2 separate regions of the Sus scrofa genome follow, and region 1 is linked to region 2. The links are chromatin contacts, called in public HiChIP or PLAC-seq maps. All regions are on one chromosome and are shown on one strand. The core of a region is the stretch at or near the end of the contact, and the rest is flanking DNA. Distances in the headings are between cores, read along the strand shown. Region 1 has its middle 22 kb from the start of CHRNA9. Region 2 has its middle 11 kb from the start of UBE2K.

Region 1 (5,988 bases), core at 2,871-5,370, 550 kb after region 2:
TGTGATAATTTCTGCTGTACAACAAACCAATTCAGTTATACATGTACACATATCCATTTTTCTTTCAGATTATTTTCCCATATAGATTATCACAGAATATTGGGTAGAGTTCCCTGTGCTTTACAGCAGGTCCCCATTGGCCAATCATTCCACATACCTCAGTGTGCGCATGCCAGCCCCAAACCCCCAGCCCATCCCTCCCCCTCATCCCTGTCTCCTTAGGTAACCATAAGTTTTTCAGTCTGCGAGTCCATTTGGATCTTTCTCTGTGGTCTCTTCCTGCAATGGTAACCTTTAGAATCAATCATCGATACAAACTGAATCCCAGCATCACTGTAATAGAAGATGTTAAACTAATATTTTTAAATATAGCGAAGCTTATTGTCACATTGTTCTTATCCAAAGAGTAAAATGCTTTTGTTATTATTTGTTATATATCATTTTATTATTACAGAAATAAATTAACTTAATCCATTAAAATGCCCATTTTAGTGTATGTTCTATCATGTAAATAATATATTAATAAAGTATACATGCATAGAACTAAATAAACAAATATACATAAATGGCAGGGGGGGTATTTGCTCAAAATTTCTTTTTTTTTTTTTTTTTTCATCTTTTCAGGGCCGCACCTGTGACATATGGAGGTTCCCAAGCTAGGGGTTGAATTGGTGCTATAGCAACTGCGGCTTACACCACAGCTCACAGCAATGCTGGATCCTTAACCCACTGAGCGAGTCCAGGGATCAAACCCACGTCCTCAAGGATACTAGTCAGATTCATTAACCACTGAGCCACGACAGGTACTCCAATGCTCAATCAACAAAATTTCAATCAACAAATGTGGAGTTCAGAAAAGTTTGGAGATACAAAGCAAAAATAAACAAGTGGGACTACATCAAACTAAGAAGCTTCTGCACAGCAAAGGAAACCATGAACAAAATTAAAAGCCAACTTGGAGTTCCCTGTCATAGTGCGGTGGAAATGAATCTGACTAGATACATAAGTTTGCGGGTTTGATCCTGGCCTTGCTCAGTGGGTTAAGGATCCGGCGTTGCCGTGAGCTGCAGTGCAGGTCACAGATGCAGCTCAGATCTGGTGTTGCTGCGGCTGTGGTGTAGGCTGGCAGCTGTAGCTCCGATTCGACTCCCAGCCTGGGAACCTCCATATGCCACAAGCTCAGCCCTAAAAAGCAAAAAAAAAAAAAAAAAAATTAAAGGTAACTTATGGAATGGGAAAAAATATTTGCAAACCACATACCTAAGGGGTTGATATCCAAAATATACCAAAACCTCATACAACACAGCAGCAGAAAAACAAATAGTCCAATTTCAAAATGGACAAAGGACCTGAATAGACATTTTTCCGAAGAAGACATACAAATGGCCAACAGCTACCCGAAAAATTGCTCAGCATCACAAATCATCAGAGAAATGCAAATCAAAACCACAAGGAGATACCACCTCACACCTGTTAGGATGTTACTATCAAAAAGACAATAGATAACAAATGAATGTGGAGAAAAGGGAACCCTCATACACTGTTGGTAGGAATATAAAACAGTACAGCCATTGCGGAAAACAGCATGGAGATTCCTCAAGAAATTAAAAATAGGATCACTCTATGATTCAGCAATCCCACTCCTGGGTATATATCCAAAGGAAATGCAATCACTATCTTGAAGAGATATCTTTACCTCCATGTTTGCTGCAGTATTTTTCACAATAGCCAAGATATGGAAACAACCTAAGTGTCTGCTGATGGATGAATGCATAAAGAAAATATGATACATACATATATACATATAAATGGATTGTTACTATATAATGGAATATTATTCAACCTCTAAAAACAAGGCAATCACAGAGTTCCCCTTGTGGTGCAGTGGGAACAAATCCGATTAGTATCATGAGGATGCGAGTTCCATACCTGGCCTTGCTCAGCGGGTCAGGGACCAGGCGTTGCTGTGAGCTGTGGTGTGGTTCAAAGATGCTGCTCAGATCCCACATTTCTGTAGCTGTGTGTAGGCCAGCAGCTGTAGCTCTGATTCGACTCCTGGCCTGGGAACCTCCACATACCACGAGTGAGACCCTAAGAAGCCTAAAAAAAAAAGGAAATCCTGTTATTTCCAGATTCATACGGATGAATCTGGAGGGTACTACACCAAGTGAAATAAGCCAGACCAAGAAAGACCTATAGCTCATGGTGTCACTTATATATATAATCAAATAAATAAGTTGAGCTCAGAAACAGCAGGTGGACTGGTGGTTGCCCAGAGGCTAGGGAGTAGGGAAAATAGGGGAGAGATTACTAAAAGGGTACCAACTTTAGGTTAAAAAAAGGAAAGGAACAAAAAAGGCAAAGTTTGGAGCCCTCTGTAAGCCCTAATACTGACGAATTCCAGGGGTAAAGCTGTGACTTTGCCACCACCTGTTCCCTGGCCAGGTGAAGATATGGTGGGAGCAGAATGGTGTAGATTCAGACCCACTGCTGGGAGCTCAGCTCACTGACTGTGCAATGAGTGCATTAAGAAGTTCCGGTCAGGGAGTCTCTGTGGCACAGCGGAAACAAATCCAACTAGGAACCATGAGGTCGTGGGTTCGATCCCTGGCCTCGATCAGTGGGTTAAGGATCTGGCGTTGCCGTGAACTGTGGTGTAGTTCGCAGATGCGGCTCAGATCTGGTGTTGCTGTGCCTGTGATGTAGGCTGGCAGCTGTAGCTCCGATTAGACCCTTAGCCTGGGAACCTCCATGTGCCACGGGTGTGGCCCTAAAAGGCAAAAAAAAAAAAAGATCTGTCCAAGGCAAATGAGTGATAGTACGTCATCTAATGGAATGTTGTGCAACTTTTTAAAAGAACAGATCAGTTTAGACCGATGTAGAAAAATGTCCAAGATACAATAAGGGAAAAAAGCAAGTGGTGGAACAATGCATACATAGCGTCAAATAAGCAGACAATATATATGTTCTTCTATATTCATAGAAAATGTTTGGTAGCAGTGGTTACCTCTAGGAAGTGGTCCTAGGCAGAAAAGAGAGGGAAATTTACTTTCTAATATACTGCTTAAAATTTTTTTAAAAATCATAAACGGTTCAATATTTTCAAAAAAAGGTTTTTAAAATATTCAGACTTTTTGAAATTCCTGTTTTGATTTTCCTCCTGAGGGAATATATCTAGTAAATGTTTTGTACCAAGATGATCACGACAACATTTATTAAGATGGTATTGGATTGGAAATAACCTAAATGTCTAGCATGAAGAGAACGGTTAAGTAAATAAAGGAAAATGGACTCTAATACAATGCAGTCATTTAAAAAATCAATTTTCTGAAAATTTTAGCCAGATAGGGAAATGCTGATGCTCTGGTAAGTGGAAAAAGCACGATCTATGTAAATTTAGTATTAATATCAATGATGTTGCATAGGAGAAAAAATATCCTGGAAGAAAATATACCCAAATGACAACAGTGGTTGCTTCTGATAGCAAGATTTGGGGGAATTTTTCCCTATCCAAGACATTTATATTTTCAAATTCTTTTCAATTTGGAGGCAATGAGCAGGCATTATTTTGTAATGTGAAAGAAAAAGAAAGTAAAATACTGAGAAAACCATTGCATGCATTCCTGGCATGAGTCAGGGGCTGAATTTTCATGTTTAAATTAGTTTCAGAAACACTGGAGTGGTTTCTAGGCAACCTGCTTGGGAAATCATGTTCCTTCCCATTGTTGCTGGAGTGTGCGTGAGTGTCTCAGAAAATGTAAGAAGAGATGAACCCTTGCGAAACCAGACTCCTCCTGCAAGGAAAAACAAGCTTTGTCACAGGGACTTGAGTTATTGTGACCTCAGAGGGTTTTTGTCTTTGCTTTTTTCTGGTAAATGAGTGCTTGATTTTAATGAGGATTGCCATAGGCAGGAAGAGAATGAGAGATATTCAAGTCTCTGCAAATGGTGTAGGAAATTGGGGTGGGGCGGGGGTGGGGAACCAGAGCCCAAACCAATAATCTCAGGTGGATGGCTTTTCTGAGAACCATGGGCTGCGGATTCAGACAGTGGTGTAAAGACAGATTGCAGTTCAAGATGTGAAAAGATTGCCTCATCATCATGTGAGCCATTTACTACCATTACAGACAATCCTGCTGAGCCAAAGGGCTTTTAAACAGAAGGAAACGCTGAAAAATGGAATCAGAGCTGGGAAACCCTTGGCCCAACGTGATGGGCTATGGAGGATGGGCTGAGTTAAGAATGCTTTTTAGGCTCAAGGGAGCTGTGTTCTTTACAAAGAGTTTGTAGAAGGTGCAAAAGGTATTGTTCTCAGCCCACAATGTATGCTTTGTGGACCCCGACCACATTCTTCCGCGAGAAAACAAAAGGCATTTTTCGTGATGAATGGGGTCACTGCTCAGCTTCTCGATCTTATGCCCCCTAGTGGTTGGCTTTTGTAATTACAAAAAATTAAGTAAACAGCAGGCATTTTGGGTAATAAGAATTGACTAGGTTACTGCCTTTGACCTTGACTCCCGGCAGACTTCACCAAAACTCAAGGGAGAAGCTGCAAATCGGGAGTTCTGGCCTCAGGAGGTACAGATGCACTTCCTAGTAGAAGGTGGGACCAGAGAGCAGGAATTCTTCATAGTGGATGTAAAGAGCTTATTCTGTCTCCAAATTTGTGAGCTCACGTCCTTAATGCCACCTAGTTGTGGTCCACTGGGTCTGGCCACCTCTCCTTTAAAGTGACAGGTGGAGAGTAGAGGAAGAGGAGGACTAATATTTACCGACCCCTTTTCATGTGGTAGCCCTTGAGGGAAAGACCCTTCCCTTTCCATCTTTGTACTCCAGGGCTTAGCACAAGTGTTTGTGCTAAATGTTGGTGCTCTTGGGAGTTCCCATCATGGCTCAGTGGAAGCGAATCTGATTCGCATCCATGAGGACGCAAGTTCTATCCCTGGCCTTGCTCAGTGGATCAAGGATCCAGCGTTGCCGTGAGCTGTGGTGTAGGTCACAGACATGGCTTGGACCCGGCATTGCTTTGTCTGTGGTGTAGGCTGGTGGCTACAGCTCCAATTCAACCCCTAGCCTGGGAACCTCCATATGCCGCGGGTGCAGCCCTAAAATCCCAAAAGAAAAAAAAATGTTGGTGCTCTTGGATGCTCCATGGAGCCCATGAGGTGGATAACATTATCCTTGATTTTCCAATGAGGAAACTGAGGTACAGAGAGGTTCAAATATGCCCGAGATATGTAGCTAATAAATGGCAGAACAGAAGATCAAACCCCAAGTTCCAAAGGATCTGCTCTTTTCCTTCTGCTGAGATGTCCTCTCCTGCCACCCCATGTCCTTTCAGTCAGTCCACCCTGGGGGCCAACGTCTTTTCATTTCGCTAAACTTCTCATTTGACAGTGAATCACCCCTTAAAGGCATAGTCTTAAAGGCATATTACTTGTTTAACTCTCTTACTATTATTCACATTTTCTTAGAAGAAATTTTTTTTTTCTCCACAAAGCCCATAGACATCTTGAAGGAAGGGATAATGTATTCATTCTTCTGTAAACTCTCTGCCCAGCATTCAGTAAATATTTGCAGGAAGGGTGGATTTAGCAGCAGAGTTCTGATCAGGACGTACCTCCCAGGGCCTGATTGGACTGGAAAACTAGCCAACAATTTAAATTTTTATCTGAAAACATTTGCTCCCATCAAAAACAATAAGTGACTTCTTAACCCCCCACTGAGAGGCTTGCAACCTAAAGAATTGAAATCCAGATCTCTCTCTCTAGGAGCTTAGCATCTTGAGCATATACGTAGCCGGTTGTTACAACATTGGATTTGGCTCAAAGGTGGAAGCTATTCACTTAGCATCTTCTGTTCCAACTGGAATCTGGTGGTTCCCAGGTCAAACGCAGGGTTCTACTCTGACCTGCTGGGACACTGATGGACCTGGGAACAAGAAGCCGGCTTCCCTGCCAGAGGGAACGCCTCTGGCAGTTTACATCC
Region 2 (6,056 bases), core at 208-2,707:
AAAATGGGGAAGGGGTGTTTTAGGTGATAAGCTAAATGACAAAATAAAGATTCCAGCAGTTCCCCACGTGATGCAATAGAAACGAATCCGGGAGTTCCCGTCGTGGCTCAGTGGTTAACGAATCCGACTAGGAACCATGAGGTTGTGGGTTCGATCCTTGGCCTCATTCAGTGAGTTAACGATTGTTGCCGTGAGCTTTGGTGTAGGTCACAGATGTGGCTTGGATCCCAAGTTGCTGTGGCTGTGGTGTAGAAAGGCGAGTTCATTTCTGATTAGACCCCTAGCCTGGGAACAGCCATATGCCACTCGTGCGGCCCTAAAAAGAAAAAAAAGAAAAAAGAAAAAAAAGGCCAAAAAGAAACAAAACAAAATAAAGATTCCAGAAGATCTAAAAAGGCTGATCCAAAAAGTAACTTAATACAGTTAATGCAAAACCAAGTGTGTATGCTAAAAAAAAAATAAAAAAAAAAACTGAACTAAACTAAAAGACAAAACCCCTGCTGCTTAAAAAGAGTGATGAAGCTTGGATTTATTTGTATTTCAAGTGAAAAAAAAACTGGAACAACTTCTTGACTACGAGATCTAAATGAGCATTCAGTGTCATTTGAAAGGTTAACAGTAACTACAGCCCTATAAATAGAAGGCAGAATGACTTAAGTTCCCACTTCCCTATAGCATAGGGTAGTGGTGTCATAGCCTCAAGATCCCAGCTTCTTGTCTTAGCTCCAAGCAATCATTACCTGCATGACTTTGTTAAGCTGGTGAACATTTCTGGGAGTTCCTTAACCTTCAAATTCAAGAGAAGTAGTGGGGAAATTTTGGACTAAATTATTATTATTATTATTATTATTATTTTTTAGGGCTTCAGCCGCCCTCACTTCCTAGGTGAGGGGTTGAATTGGAGCTGCAGCTGCTGACCTACACCGAAGCTCATGGCAATGCTGGATCCTTTAAGCCACTAATCGAGGCCAGGGATAGAACCCAAATCTTCATGGATACTAGTCCTGTTCTTAACCTCTGAGCCACAACCAGAACTCCCGGACTAAATTATTTCTAAAAGAACTTCTGGCCATGAAGTTTAATTTCGATTATTCAAGTAATTTAAGTACATTTTAAGGAATTTGCCTTAGCAGATTAACTACCTGCCACTTTGTTTATTTTAAAAAATTTTAAGAGTTTATTTGAACTGGACAGCATCCAATCTAGCAGATAGAAAGGAGCTCACTAACTGCCGCTTGAGATATGAGGGATATATTTGTGGCTGTAAATAATATAAGCCCAACTCAAATTATTTTAGGTAAAATGGAAATATATAGGCACTCAGAATGTGAAGAATGGTTAAGGAAACCATGGGAAGAACAGAGAAGCTGGATCTCAGGAAAAATGGTGTCCACACAGAGACTTGAGGGAAGTAGGGTTTGGAACTGATTAGTCAATTTAGATGAGAATACCAGCCTGGAGTCAATACTTAGGGAAAGAGGAAAGGAGAAGAAATAGTAATTAAACTTTGCTGAATGTCTACCATGTGTCAGGTTCTGTGCTAAGCTGTTTCAAATACGCTATTTCCTTTAACCCTTACTAAAAAGCATAGAAGCTGAAGTTTAAGAGTTGTTTAAGAAACTTGCCTAAAGTTAAGTAGTAGAACCAAAGTGGCAATGGCCTATATAAGTTTTAGTGGTTTGGCCTGGAGATGATTGACTAATAATGGGCTTGCAGATGTTGCTTAATAATTATAGCACATTTACAGTGCTTACTGTGTAACAGGAACTATTCCTTTGTCTGTGTGTGTCTTTTTAGTGCCGTGCCCACGGCGTACGGAGGTTCCCAGGCTAGGGGTAGAATTGGAGCTACAGCTGCAGGCCTGCACCACAGCCACAGCAACCCAGGATCTGAGCCATGTCTGCGACCTACACCAGAGCTCACAGCAACGTCAACGCCATATCCTTAACCCACTGAGTGAGGCCAGGGATCGAACCCACCACCTCACGGTTATTACTTGGATTCGTTTCTGCTGCGCCACAATGAGAACTCCAACAAGAGCTGTTCTAAGTGGTTTACGTGTGTTAACTTTTTAATAGCTTTCAATTTTGAAATAATTATCAATTCACAGGACTTTGCAAAAATAGTACAGAGAGGTCTCTCATACCCTTCACCAAGTTTCTCCAAATGGTTACGTCTTATATAGCTATAGTACAATAAATCAAAACCAGGACCTTGACATCAACATAACGTGTGTATAGTTCTGTCATTTTCTCACACATGGAGAAAATTTATTGGTGTTGACATTTTGCCTTACCTCCCTTTATGTACCTTTATATTCCCCCATTTGTAATATAATTGCCTTAATGATTTCCTCAACATATATTGATATCCATATTAGACAGCGTTATATAATTTTTGCTTCAACTGCCAAACATAATTTTGAAAACCCAAGCAGGTTAAGGATCTGGTGTTATCACTGCAGTGGCTTGGGTCGCTGCTGTGGCGTGAGTTTGATTTCCAGCCTGGAACTTCTACATGCCCGAAGGGCCGCCAAAAAAAAAAAAAAAAAAAAGAGGCATTGGTGAGCTATAAGTCAGTATTATCTACAAGAATTTCTTGTAGATTATTATGAGGCATCAGGAGTTACTCCATCAGCATTAAGCAGTTGTGAAGGACTTCATCCGTGGCAAAGGGGAAAATAGTAGCGGGGTTAAATTAAGGTTACTATATTGTGAAAGAGCTATGTGAGGAGCAGTTAACAAAAGGACTTCATGGGAGGTAAGGTGATTGAGAAATGTTGAGTGTGATGAGAGTTCAGTAGGACTTCTATTGGAAAAAGTACAAAAATGGTTAAAGGGGATTCCACAATCATTTTCTTTCTTTCTTTCTTTCTTTCTTTTTTTTTTTTTTTTTGCCTTTTTTTGCTGTTGTTGTTGTTGTTGCTGTTGCTATTTCTTGGGCCGCTCCCGCGGCATATGGAGGTTCCCAGGCTAGGGGTTGAATCGGAGCCATAGCCGCCGGCCTACGCCACAGCCACAGCAACGCGAGATCCGAGCCGCGTCTGCAACCTACACCACAGCTCAAGGCAACGCCGGATCGTTAACCCACTGAGCAAGGGCAGGGACCGAACCCGCAACCTCATGGTTCCTAGTTGGATTCGTTAACCACCGTGCCACGACGGGAACTCCCCACAATCATTTTCTTAGTCTTAATCAAAAGGGCAGTGAGTATAATGGTTCTAAGGCGGAGGCCGGGGGAAGGTATCGTGTGTTCCCTGTGGCTGGCTATAATACCCTATGGGCTGATGATGCTCCCTGTATTTTGGGGTGAGTACCCCAAGGGCATTACTTTCCTTTTGATATACAAAAAAGAAAAGGGGAATCTCATAATTGGGATGCCTAAGGGCAGGTGGGTTCATCAAACTCTCCTTTTAAGTCCTTGAAGGCTGTGTAATCCCATTCTTCCAATAAAATTGGGTCAAGGTTGTTATTGTTTAGTAAAATATACAGGGGTTCTGCCATAAGAGAGAAATTTGGAATCCAGTGTCAGCAATAACCGACTAGCTCAAGAAAACCTTGCAGCTGGCATTTAGTTTTCAGTTTTGGGACACTTAGAATATCAAGAAGTCCCTCTGGATCTAGGTGTAGCCTGCGGGGTTTTTTTGTTTTTTGTTTTTTTGCCTTTTCTAGGGCTGCTCCTGCAGCATATGGAGGTTCCCAGGCTAGGGGTCGAATCGGAGCTGTAGCCACCAGCCTACGCCACAGCCACAGCAACATGGGATCCGAGCCGCATCTGCGACCTACATCACAGCTCACGGCAAGGCTGTATCCTCAACCCACTGAGCAAGGCCAGGGATCGAACCTGCAACCTCATGATTCCTAGTCAGATTTGTTCACCACTGCGCCATAACAGAAACTATTGAACCCCTTGTTTTTTTTTTTTTTTTGTCTTTTATCTTTTGTTGTTGTTGTTGCTATTTCTTGGGCCGCTCCCGCGGCATATGGAGGTTCCCAGGCTAGGGGTTGAATCGGAGCCATAGCCGCCGGCCTACGCCACAGCCACAGCAACGCGAGATCCGAGCCGCGTCTGCAACCTACACCACAGCTCACGGCAACGCCGGTTAACCCACTGCGCAAGGGCAGGGACCGAACCCGCAACCTCATGGTTCCTAGTCGGATTCGTTAACCACTGCGCCACGACGGGAACTCCGAACCCCTTGTTTTGATATCACATACCCTTAGTATCAAACCTGGGTTTGGGCAAACTGTAACTTTTCTTTGACAATCTTATGTTCCTTTAAGGCTAAACATTTTAGGAAATGAATGCTACCTTCCTCTGGGAGGCCTGAGAAGAAGAGCAAATTATCTACATACTGCAACAAAGTGGGGACTCTAGGGAACTTTCTAGCATCCAAATCGGCCTTCATAATTTTTGAGAAATAAGGGCTCTCAGTAAACCCTGAGGCATAACTGTCCAGGTGAATTACATTTCTTCCCAGGCAAAGAAAAAAAAAAGCATTGGCTAGCTTCATCACCTGAAATACTAAAGAATGCACTGCATAAACCAATTAGAGAATTTACTTCCCATGGGAATGGAAGTTAATAATGTATCAGGGTTATGAAAAACAGAATGTCAATAACTATGCTGTTTATTGCTCAGAGGTCCTGGATAAACCGCTACCCTCGGCCCTTAGGTTTTCTCACCAGTAAACTGGAAGTTGTATAGGGGTTAGTACAAGGGATAATGAGGTCTTGAGCCTTAAAATCTTCTATTACGGGCAAAGCCCATAATAGAAGGCTCTTTACACACAGGGTATTGAATAATTCTGGGAAGAGGTTTTGAAGGATCCATCTGAATCTTGATAAGGAGGTGAGCTATAAATTTTGCCAACATCAGTTGGTGATTTTGCCCATTAGGAAGGTGTTTCCAGAATCTGTTCCAGTACCGTCAGAGACGAGACAAATAAAAATGTCAAAGGATCATTTAACTCACTTGATGGGTTATTTCGATAACTACTGTCAAACTCTAGAAATATTTCACCCTTTTAGGAGAGAGGACTTCTGGCATGGTATTTCTCTAAGAAGTTTCAGCCTAACAAATGGGTAAGGGTGGGAAAGCCAGGAGAAAAGAGTGTTTATCTTTCAAAGGGCCTAAACAAATGGGAACAAGGTCAGAGACAGGAACCTCTTGAGTGAAGTTCATTATAGATCTCCACTATTTGAACTGTTTTTGTATGCCGTATGCCGAGGCAGGGGTTATTTTATAGCAGTGGGATCAAACACCAAGACTGTGGCCCCAGTGTCAGTCCTAACTGGAAGAGATTAATCCCCAATCTGGAGAAATGTTTCTCCAAGATAATTAAAAGGGAGGATTGAGAACAGGCCCTGTAGTTCCTCAGAACCCCTGTCACTGAGAATTGGGAAGATGTTGGAAAGGCTGGACAGAGGGCTGAAGGCACATAATTGCTTTCATTTATAACATTCTTTTTTTCCAATGTCCTGGTTCTTCACAATAACAGCAGAAACTAGGAGGGTTTTGGTTTCATTTAGAAGACTTTACTTGCTGGAGTTAAAGATTAAGAATTTTGGCAGTCTCCCTTTCAGGTGAATCATCTAGAGAGTGAGGGGGCTGATTTGCCAGATTAACTAAATCTGGAATGGATATGGTTTCCCATTCCATCCTGGTTCTTTTTACTAGAGGGAAAGTAAATTAATGTACATTCAGCTTCAGCCAATTAATGTACATAGAAGTAAAAGCTGTCCAGCTGGAATCAACAGCCAATGGAAGACCAGAATTTTCTTTAAAAATGTTCTGAAATTGATTGTAATAGTCATGAACAGATCCATTAGATTTTTTTGCGTAGAAGCCTGAATTTTGTTCCAGTCAATGGGCTTTGGAAAAGCTCTAAGAATTGCTTGGTGAAGTTGCCTAGCAATTGCCCAAACCTGATTATACAATAAGTTAGCAGACTGGTCTTCGGGTTGTAATTCTAGAAGCCTTTCAGGATTTTCTCAATTAGCAGTTTTCATCTAATACTAGGTCTGGCCTTCACCAATAAGCATATGAACCAGCTG

Evidence for each region. HiChIP or PLAC-seq counts read pairs in DNA pulled down with a chosen protein or histone mark.
Region 1: a contact with region 2 is called in an H3K27ac HiChIP or PLAC-seq map of alveolar macrophages. The contact joins two enhancer-like sites. A contact is called at or near these places in 1 of 5 promoter capture datasets (fetal liver), 3 of 47 Hi-C or Micro-C datasets (embryonic fibroblasts, heart right ventricle and subcutaneous adipose tissue) and 2 of 2 datasets of contacts at active chromatin or transcription factors (alveolar macrophages and skeletal muscle).

Annotation. Positions count from the first base shown.
Region 1 is chr8:31,417,636-31,423,623 of Sscrofa11.1, forward strand. No RefSeq gene overlaps it. Among named protein-coding and RNA genes, the nearest start is that of CHRNA9, 22 kb to the right of the region's middle. Within about 2 kb of position 4,121, at least 38 of the 83 cell types and tissues checked have an H3K27ac peak or open chromatin away from gene starts, as enhancers often do. A contact at or near this core is called in alveolar macrophages, where this site is marked.
Region 2 is chr8:30,874,369-30,880,424 of Sscrofa11.1, forward strand. No RefSeq gene overlaps it. Among named protein-coding and RNA genes, the nearest start is that of UBE2K, 11 kb to the right of the region's middle. Within about 2 kb of position 1,458, at least 1 of the 83 cell types and tissues checked has an H3K27ac peak or open chromatin away from gene starts, as enhancers often do. A contact at or near this core is called in alveolar macrophages, where this site is marked.